2 separate regions of the Xenopus tropicalis genome follow, and region 2 is linked to region 1. The links are chromatin contacts, called in public Hi-C maps. All regions are on one chromosome and are shown on one strand. Each heading gives the region's core, a stretch centred on a gene start, on an enhancer-like site or on the middle of the called end of the contact. The rest is flanking DNA. Distances are from core to core; before and after follow the strand shown. Region 1 holds the start of slc25a20 (solute carrier family 25 (carnitine/acylcarnitine translocase), member 20). Region 2 holds the start of LOC100485975.

The links. Hi-C and Micro-C count contacts between places; a contact is called where the count stands out from the background.
Region 2: a Hi-C map of neurula embryo shows a contact between it and region 1, with 2.6 times the contacts expected there. The contact joins the promoter of LOC100485975 here to the promoter of slc25a20 in region 1. A contact is called at or near these places in 2 of 5 Hi-C or Micro-C datasets (brain and neurula embryo).

What each region holds. Positions count from the first base shown.
Region 1 is chr4:136,550,882-136,555,687 of UCB_Xtro_10.0, reverse strand. slc25a20 (solute carrier family 25 (carnitine/acylcarnitine translocase), member 20) reads left to right here and starts at 2,519. Exons shown (of 9, transcript NM_203768.1): 1 at 2,519-2,663. The coding sequence starts at 2,559.
Region 2 is chr4:136,681,829-136,686,749 of UCB_Xtro_10.0, reverse strand. LOC100485975 reads right to left here and starts at 2,390. Exons shown (of 4, transcript XM_002933056.5): 1 at 2,128-2,390; 2 at 672-828. The coding sequence starts at 698. It overlaps wdr6 (WD repeat-containing protein 6), which reads right to left. Exons shown (of 7, transcript XM_002933076.5): 7 at 2,482-3,066. The coding sequence ends at 2,588.

The DNA of each region.
Region 1 (4,806 bases), core at 1,270-3,769:
CTAGGGGGGATAGAGGGTTTGGGCAGAACTGTAGGCTAGGGGGATAGAGGGTTTGGGTAGAACTGTAGGCTAGGGGGATCGAGGGTTTGGGCAGAACTGTAGGCTAGGGGGATAGAGGGTTTGGGTAGAACTGTAGGCTAGGGGGATAGAGGGTTTGGGCAGAACTGTAGGCTAGGGGGATAGAGGGTTTGGGTAGAACTGTAGGCTAGGGGGATAGAGGGTTTGGGCAGAACTGTAGGCTAGGGGGATAGAGGGTTTGGGCAGAACTGTAGGCTAGGGGGATAGAGGGTTTGGGCAGAATTGTAGCCAAGGGAGGTAGAGGGTTTGGGCAGAACTGTAGGCTAGGGGGATAGAGGGTTTGGGCAGAACTGTAGGCTAGGGGGATAGAGGGTTTGGGCAGAACTGTAGGCTAGGGGGATAGTGGGTTTGGGCAGAACTGTAGGATAAGGGGCTAGAGGGTTTGGCAGAGCTGTAGGCTAGGGGGATAGAGGGTTTGGCAGAACTGTAGGCTAGGGGGATAGTGGGTTTGGGCAGAACTGTAGGATAAGGGGCTAGAGGGTTTAGCAGAACTGTAGGCTAGGGGGATAGAGGGTTTGGCAGAACTGTAGGCTAGGGGGATAGAGGGTTTGGGCAGAACTGTAGGTTAGGCGGATAGAGGGTTTGGGCAGAACTGTAGGCTAGGGGGATAGAGGGTTTGGGCAGAACTGTAGGCTAGGGGGATAGAGGGTTTGGGCAGAACTGTAGGTTAGGATGACAGTATAATTGGGAATTAAGATTCATAAAATTATGATTTACCAAGTCACCATGCTATATGAAACAATAACTATATAGTATATTTATCTAATTATGGCTATAAGCAAAACACCATATCTCCTCCCAGTACCCATGATCTTTTATGCCCCATTTTTACCTTGCCTAAAGGTCCATTTCTGTCCCAAGTTTCACCTCTCCTCTTCCTCCTCTCTATAAAATATATTCCATCTAGAAATTGCCCAAGAGCCAATCTGCAACACAATGGAAACCGCTGGATACGAAAAGCATGATGTGCAGTATATAGGGCTGCGCTTGATACATCAGCTCCATTCCAGACCTTTTTGAGACCGTATTTCATGTTATTAGATAGCAATTCAGGCCTAAAAAAAACAGGACTGGATCATTATCTTCTTCATGACAGACAGCTCCAGTGTAGGACTGGGGTGTCCGGTGCCAACTGGACACGCATTATGGAAATGCAGAACATTCATTAAACTATCCAGGCCAGCGGGATGTGCTGGCTGCAGCCGAGCGCTCCGGCCCCGTCTCTTCTTGTGGCTCCTGCTTCTTATTCTGCTCCTTGTATGGCGGCAACAGGCCCTTTTATAAGGTTGCGCTCGTGCGTACGGGGGCCCCCGCTGCGCACCCCTAAACCCCCCCACAGGGGCCCCCATCGTGCACCCCTGAACCCCCCCCAGGGGCCCCTGTCGCGCACCCCTAAACTCCCCCCACAGGGGCCCCGCCACGCACCCCTAAAACCTCCCCCCCCCAGGGGCCCCTGTCCTCAGGGGAGGACATCGGAGGTCAGAGAAAGCAGCAATAGGGTCAGGTCTGGGCCATTGGGGCCCCCCAGGGCTGGGGCCCACTGGGTATTTTCCCGGTGTCCCAGCGGCCCAGTCCGACCCTGCCAACTGGGTATTTTCCTGGTGCCCTGCCATCCCAGTCCAACCCAGGAAAGCTCTGTATTGTGTATATGCACGTCCCAGTGGGCAAGGAAAGGGGATGGAAGCCCAAAAATAAAATGCTGCCTAACGATATTATTATTATTAACATTTATTTATAAAGTGCCAACATATCCCGCAGCGCTGTACAATAAGTGGGTTTCATACATTGGACATACAGAGTAACATATAATCAATAATCGATACAGGAGGGGAAGATAGAAAGTATTCTGGCTTTCAAGTTATGTGTAAATGTAATTGGTATTGCATCACGTTTATTAATGAATCATGGGGTGTTAATACTGGAAAATAAGCTGAAAAGTAAATTTTCTTCAAACTGTGAGGGCGGAAGCTCGATACATGGGTTAAGAAATGATCATGTGAGCGCCAGGTTCCACACACACAACAGAAACAAAAACAGTTAAATGTTTCACACAGAAGTAGCCAGAGATTCCTTTGGGAGGCCGCTCAGCACCTACGTACGCTCAGTATTAGTCAGGATAACCGTGTGTGTGTATAAAATACAATAATTTAGGGTAAACACAAATGAATGAACTCTCTTGCCAGTTACACACATGGCGCCTCAGGCTTCCGCATTGCCACTATACAGGGCTGAGGCGGGGCTTGTGCTCTAGTGAGCGGCGATAGGCGAGTTATTTGTGTCAATTTAAAGAAGAGGGCGTGGTTTAGCCGAATGAGGCACGATGATTGGCTAGTATCAGCTTCCTTCGTTTCTTGCTGCTATTGGTCGTCTCAGGGTTGGAGGGTGAAGTAGGGCAAAGGTCGGGGTAGTAGTATTTGCCCCGTACCGGAGAGGTGCCTTTCACTCAGCGGATACCGGCCTTCCCCCTCACCGCACTCAGGATGGCCAAGCAACCGCAGCCTATTAGTCCCATGAAGAACTTCTTTGCCGGCGGGTTCGGAGGGATCTGCCTGGTGTTTGCCGGGCACCCGCTGGACACTATTAAGGTGAGGAGCGGAGGTGGGTCACTCGGAATATCTGTCAGGGGACCCTCCTGCTGTTATCTGCAACTCCCAGCACCTGCCGGTAGCCGGAAGCAGAGATTTTGAAACCTTAATGTTAGAGGGTTCTGGGAGTTGTAGTTTAGTAACCCATGTCCCTGCGTCCGTAAGCCAATAGGGAAGAATATCAGCCTGATATAGTGATAAAAGTGGCAAGGGCTGCTCAGGGAATGGGAAGAAATACAGGAGAGCCCCCTGCCAGGATAGGGAGAAGGGTGACAGGAGAGCCCCCTGCCAGGATAGGGAGAAGGGCGACAGGAGAGCCCCCTGCCAGGATAGGGAGAAGGGCGACAGGAGAGCCCCCTGCCAGGATAGGGAGAAGGGCGACAGGAGAGCCCCCTGCCAGGATAGGGAGAAGGGCGACAGGAGAGCCCCCTGCCAGGATAGGGAGAAGGGCGACAGGAGAGCCCCCTGCCAGGATAGGGAGAAGGGCGACAGGAGAGCCCCCTGCCAGGATAGGGAGAAGGGTGACAGGAGAGCCCCCTGCCAGGATAGGGAGAAGGGCGACAGGAGAGCCCCCTGCCAGGATAGGGAGAAGGGCGACAGGAGAGCCCCCTGCCAGGATAGGGAGAAGGGCGACAGGAGAGCCCCCTGCCAGGATAGGGAGAAGGGCGACAGGTGACCCCCCTGCCAGGATAGGGAGAAGGGCGACAGGAGAGCCCCCTGCCAGGATAGGGAGAAGGGCGACAGGAGAGCCCCCTGCCAGGATAGGGAGAAGGGCGACAGGTGACCCCCCTGCCAGGATAGGGAGAAGGGCGACAGGAGAGCCCCCTGCCAGGATAGGGAGAAGGGCGACAGGAGAGCCCCCTGCCAGGATAGGGAGAAGGGTGACAGGAGAGCCCCCTGCCAGGATAGGGAGAAGGGCGACAGGAGAGCCCCCTGCCAGGATAGGGAGAAGGGCGACAGGAGAGCCCCCTGCCAGGATAGGGAGAAGGGTGACAGGAGAGCCCCCTGCCAGGATAGGGAGAAGGGTGACAGGAGAGCCCCCTGCCAGGATAGGGAGAAGGGCGACAGGAGAGCCCCCTGCCAGGATAGGGAGAAGGGCGACAGGTGACCCCCCTGCCAGGATAGGGAGAAGGCTGACAGGAGAGCCCCCTGCCAGGATAGGGAGAAGGGTGACAGGAGAGCCCCCTGCCAGGATAGGGAGAAGGGTGACAGGAGAGCCCCCTGCCAGGATAGGGAGAAGGGCGACAGGTGACCCCCCTGCCAGGATAGGGAGAAGGCTGACAGGAGAGCCCCCTGCCAGGATAGGGAGAAGGGCGACAGGTGACCCCCCTGCCAGGATAGGGAGAAGGCTGACAGGAGAGCCCCCTGCCAGGATAGGGAGAAGGGCGACAGGTGACCCCCCTGCCAGGATAGGGAGAAGGGCGACAGGAGAGCCCCCTGCTAGGATAGGGAGAAGGGCGACAGGAGAGCCCCCTGCCAGGATAGGGAGAAGGGCGACAGGTGACCCCCCTGCCAGGATAGGGAGAAGGGCGACAGGAGAGCCCCCTGCCAGGATAGGGAGAAGGGCGACAGGAGAGCCCCCTGCCAGGATAGGGAGAAGGGCGACAGGAGAGCCCCCTGCCAGGATAGGGAGAAGGGCGACAGGAGAGCCCCCTGCCAGGATAGGGAGAAGGGCGACAGGAGAGCCCCCTGCCAGGATAGGGAGAAGGGTGACCGGTGAACCCCCTGCCAGGATAGGGAGAAGGGTGACAGGAGAGCCCCCTGCCAGGATAGGGAGAAGGGTGACAGGAGAGCCCCCTGCCAGGATAGGGAGAAGGGTGACCGGTGAACCCCCTGCCAGGATAGGGAGAAGGTTGACAGGAGAGCCCCCTGCCAGGATAGGGAGAAGGGTGACAGGTGACCCCCCTGCCAGGATAGGGAGAAGGGTGACAGGAGAGCCCCCTGCCAGGATAGGGAGAAGGGTGACAGGAGAGCCCCCTGCCAGGATAGGGAGAAGGGCGACAGGAGAGCCCCCTGCCAGGATAGGGAGAAGGGCGACAGGAGAGCCCCCTGCCAGGATAGGGAGAAGGGCGACAGGAGAGCCCCCTGCCAGGATAGGGAGAAGGGTGACCGGTGAACCCCCTGCCAGGATAGGGAGAAGGGT
Region 2 (4,921 bases), core at 1,141-3,640, 130 kb before region 1:
TCACACATGGCACAACAAACCCACTCCTTCCTCCTTGAAAAAGGCTGTGGAGACAACCGAAACGTTAGATGAACGTTTGGAATAAAAAAAACCTTTTACTTTTTTCACTAAGTCCTGTGAGTGCGGCATTCATTTCTGATTTCAGTATCTGCACTCCAATGCAAAAAGTTTTTTTATCTTGCAGGGTGCACAGCCAAATTTAGTACATGTTTTAGTATATATGTAATAATTTTTTAATAATTTATGATATATATGCACTTATGATGGTCAGAGATTGGCCCATTTGAAATTGCACATTCACGCTATGATTGGATAATTGCATAATGGTCTATTGATGGGCATTGGACACATTTCCACTTTGTTTGTCTTGTGAGTGTATTTGAGGTTGGTTTGAACATTGTTGTTTTATCCTTGAGAAAGGTCCTGTCGAAATTTTGGATATTTATGTTTATACACACATATACATAGTCCCACCCCTGCTTATTGTTTTATGAGCCAGTCTCAGTGACCTTAACGCTGCCAAACCTGGCGCAGTGGGTTAACATTCCAGATCTTTATGTGAGCTGTAATATTTAAATTGAAACCCAATACAGCAGGCACCTTTAGAATTGATTTCTGCGTAGAAATCTATAGCTGTCCCATCCATGATTTCCTCTAGGGGGCAGACTTACCATGCTCACTTGATCACCATCTCTCATCTGGCTTAGGTGCTGATGGTATTTTGAAATAGTGGTAACACCAGGGGCCCTTCTACAGGCAAATCCACAGCTGAATAATTTTAGGATGGAGGCGGCCACTCTGTGTGTTTATAACCTTTAAAGGCACAATCTGGACACAAGAATAAGAAAATAAAATGCTTACAGATGAGACCTACAAGAAAAGAGAAATGCCTTAATTTCCAAGGTAATACAATTAGGGATCATGACTTCCAGCAATGTATGACTTGAATTCAAACTTATATAAATATATACATGGCACCAGATCATATTTCTCACAGCCCGATGCAGGCAGTCAGTCTACCCATACAGTTACACCAAACCACACGAATGAAAGGAAAAACCCATACTATTAATACATACGGGTTATTTGACATTATCTTAAGCAAGGTAATGTATGAAGCCATAACTTCAGTTATGCACAGAACTTATTTACATGGGAGAGACCCCATGGAGTTTCACACTGCAGACAATATGCATAGAAGTTGCAGGGCAGGGTGCAAACCCCCATTTTTTTTTTTTGCACTTATTACCCTAGCAACCAGGGAGCGGTTTGAATGAGAGACTGGTATATAAATAGAAGAGGGCCTGAATAGAAAAATAAGTAGTAAAATATAACAATAACAATAAAATTGTAGCCTCACAGAGCAATTGTATTTTTGGGGTCAGTGACCCCCATTTAAAAAAGCTGCAAAAAGTTAGAAGAAGAAGGCAAATAATTCATAAACTATTTAAAATAAATAACGATGACCAATTTAAAAGTTGCTTAGAACTGGCCTTGCTATAATATAAAACTTAGAGTTAACTTAAAGGTGAACCACCCCTTTAAGATAACTGTTTATGTATCTTGCGCTCAAACACTGGAGCAACATGCCCTTTAGCTGCAGGGCTCATATGATACATGTACAACATAACCATAGACTATTTGCAAGATACCTCATGTATTATCCCTGCCCTTTCTGTTGCTTCTAAGCACAGTCTCCCTGACTGTACGATACACATCAGTGGGCAATGCTGCCCATTAAAAAAATTGCACTGAATCTCTTGATGCAGCAGAAATCCATAATAAACAGCCAATAATAAAGCCAGACTGTTTGCCTCAATAACTACTCTAGTCTCCTGCACAAGGAGCTCCAGTTCTTACCTTGCCTTGACAGTGGCCTGCTGAGGAGGTGCTTATATAACTGGCCCAATCCATACATAGCTCAAGGAGGGGAGCTGGTCTGGCTGAGTTCTATTTAAAAAAGCTCTCCAATTGGCAACACTGTCATGGCATGGTAAGAACACAGACAGCAGCCCCCTGTATGTCAGTTCTGCTCTTCCTTCACCCTTTCCTTTGGGTAACCCGCACATGATGCACGATGGACTGTCCTGTACTCTAAACGTCCTTCCTTGAAGGAAGCAAGCATACCTTCTGTTCCGTGCTCTCTCCATGCTCCCAAGATCCCAAATGATCAAGGTAAGAGCATGTTCACTATTCACGCTGTTTGACCACGTGCCAGACTCTCCCAGTGGCATGCCTAGAATCCAGAAAGAAATTGAAATTAAATATTCATACAGGTAGGAGTATGTCAACCCGTCAAGGGTGAAAAATAGTTAATAATTCAGGAATAGGATGGCGCGGCCCATTTGTATTCATTATAAAAGCTGTAAAGAGATCAGAAGGCGGCAAATAAACTCCCAGGTATCTGTTACAGTTGTATGTGCAACAGGACACACAGGCAAGTGAAAGGTCAGCTCAGAAAGAGGAAAGAGACATCATATAAACCATAGAAATTGATTTATTTTAATTTTTTTGCGTATGAAAATTTAAAAAAAATATAAATTAACAGCTGTGTTCTTTTTTTCTGATCCCATGGGTTTCTGAATTTTCACCCTTCCTGGTCCAATTCTGGGACTTTGCTTGGTATACACATAATTTCCAGTCCTTGACCGCAAAGGACACCGTAATGTCCTCCCGTTGCAACATTTTCCCAGCAATCTAATTCGGACACATCTGCCACGTGGCAGAACTTGGTGCCTCTGGGATGCAGACCTCCATCCTTCCTAAGGTGCCACAGAGACAGCCGCTGATCTACAGAGACAGAGGCCAGTAAATCTTCTCTAAGAAAACGAAGCCCGGTGACATGGGCGGCATGAGCAGAGGGGACAGTAAATACTTTGAGAAGCTGAATGCTGGTTCTGTTATCTGTTTCACAGGTTGTGTTGTTCACAGTCAATTGGCAGATATGAATGGAGTTGTCATCTCCTCCACTGGCCACCAGATAATGTCCATCCTTGGTCTCCTGAATGTGGAGGCTGTTAATCCCACACTGATGAGCAGAAACTGTAAAGCAAGGGTCTTCCAGGTCTGACAAATAGAAAATGAAAGGATATTTAGGAGGCCATTCAATACTCTCTATAATCTAATATGCAATAAAATGATTCCTAATGTGCCCTTCTATTCTTGCACCATCCAATTCAGGTTGGGCCCTCATATAATGCCTCCCTTCTGAGCTCTAAGGGGGCCTCGGTATATTATGGTTTCTCCATCAAATCTGCTCCCTCCCTTCTCTTCTCTAATGGGGGCCATACACAGGGCGATACAAGCTGATGGTCTGAGTCAGCCAGATAATGTTTGGGCAGATTTAAAAATCCTGTCAGGGTGAGGAGTGCATTGGCACGTTGATGCAATCCTTATCCCAAAGGCCTGTATCCCATTAATGCGATCTGATCAATAAATCCAAAACTTCAAAGTGGGCATATTGGGGATAGAGCTGCTTGTTTGGCGACCTCGCCATATGAGTGAATCTGTCTATGGGCACCTTAAGCCTTTTCTCATTATCAGCCATTCAGACCTTTACACCATGCAACTTAGCATCAGTCTGGGGTAGATAGTCTTAATTTCACTGCTATATATACATATATTTATATTCTACATCTCCCCAACAGGGACCCCACTTCCAAATCACACTCCCCGCACTCCTTCATCCTGCCCCATTTGCCTGTACCTTTAAATAAAAGGCAGGCAAGTGTAGCTGGGTTGGTGGCTTCCACATTGAGCCAACTGTTTTGTCACTAATAGAACCCCAGAGCATACAAATCCAATCTGGTCCTGACTTTAGCTGTGGATGCTCAGAGGCCTGGGGAATAGACATCAAGCCACCAACCTGTTGTAGTATGGGCAAACAGGCAGTATGGGGAAATGTGTGGTGCAGTTTGGGAAGTGGGGTTCTTTAAGGAGATGGAAGATACTGCAAATGTAAATATACACTTAAATAGGGCAAAAATACTTTTTTATGCCTTTTACATCACTGATAGTGTAGTTGAAATTATATTTTATTTATAAATTAGTACAAATTTGGCACCACTGTTGAGACATAAATAGATAAATAGAACCCCTGCTCTTCTCTTACTGGCAGCCGTGCTGCTCTGTTCCCTCCCCACCAGAACGCACTGGATTTGAGCATAAAGCACTTGTATCCGCTGGAGTAGTGATTGAAGGCAAATACTTGGTTTCAAACTGCAGACACCTGCAAACTGCTCTTTGAATTTAGTGGGGCAGGCATTATACCATGTTAGAGTCAAAAGGGGCAGATGGGGGAGGTATGAAGGCATCCTTCCCTCCCACCCTTAGCTTGTGCATCATTCGGAGATGCAAGGTAGGAGCGGTAAGGCACTTCTCTCTGCCCACTGGATTGTGGATAGTAAATTACTTACACTTGACTCCTATTATCTTAAGGTGGCCATACATGGGCTGATTTAAGCTGCTGATTCGAGACCTTCAGACTGCTTCGGCAACTGATTCTGCCTGTGTTTGGTGACTCCGTTGGGCCTCTTTGACTGATATCTGGCTGGGTGTCAATGGGGCCATATGATTAAAATAGCCCGATATCAAAAACCTTGAGGTGGACACTTTGGAAGAAATATCCGCTTGTTTGGCAGCCTCACCAAATGAGCAGATCTTAAAAGGTATGGCCACCTTTAGTTGAGAAGTATTGTTGCAGACTTATCAAATATCGAGCACTATTCCCCTAGATGGACATGGCACGTGTAATCTTATTTTATGAAGTGTGGAAGTGTCTTATATCTCTATAATGAACAGTTTTATATAACAGTATTTAAATTATTAAGAACACTAATCAGTTCCTAACCTGGATGATAGACAGCAGGTTGACAGTTTATTTGTATTGTTGATGAAATGCCATAAAAGCGTATCCTTCCAA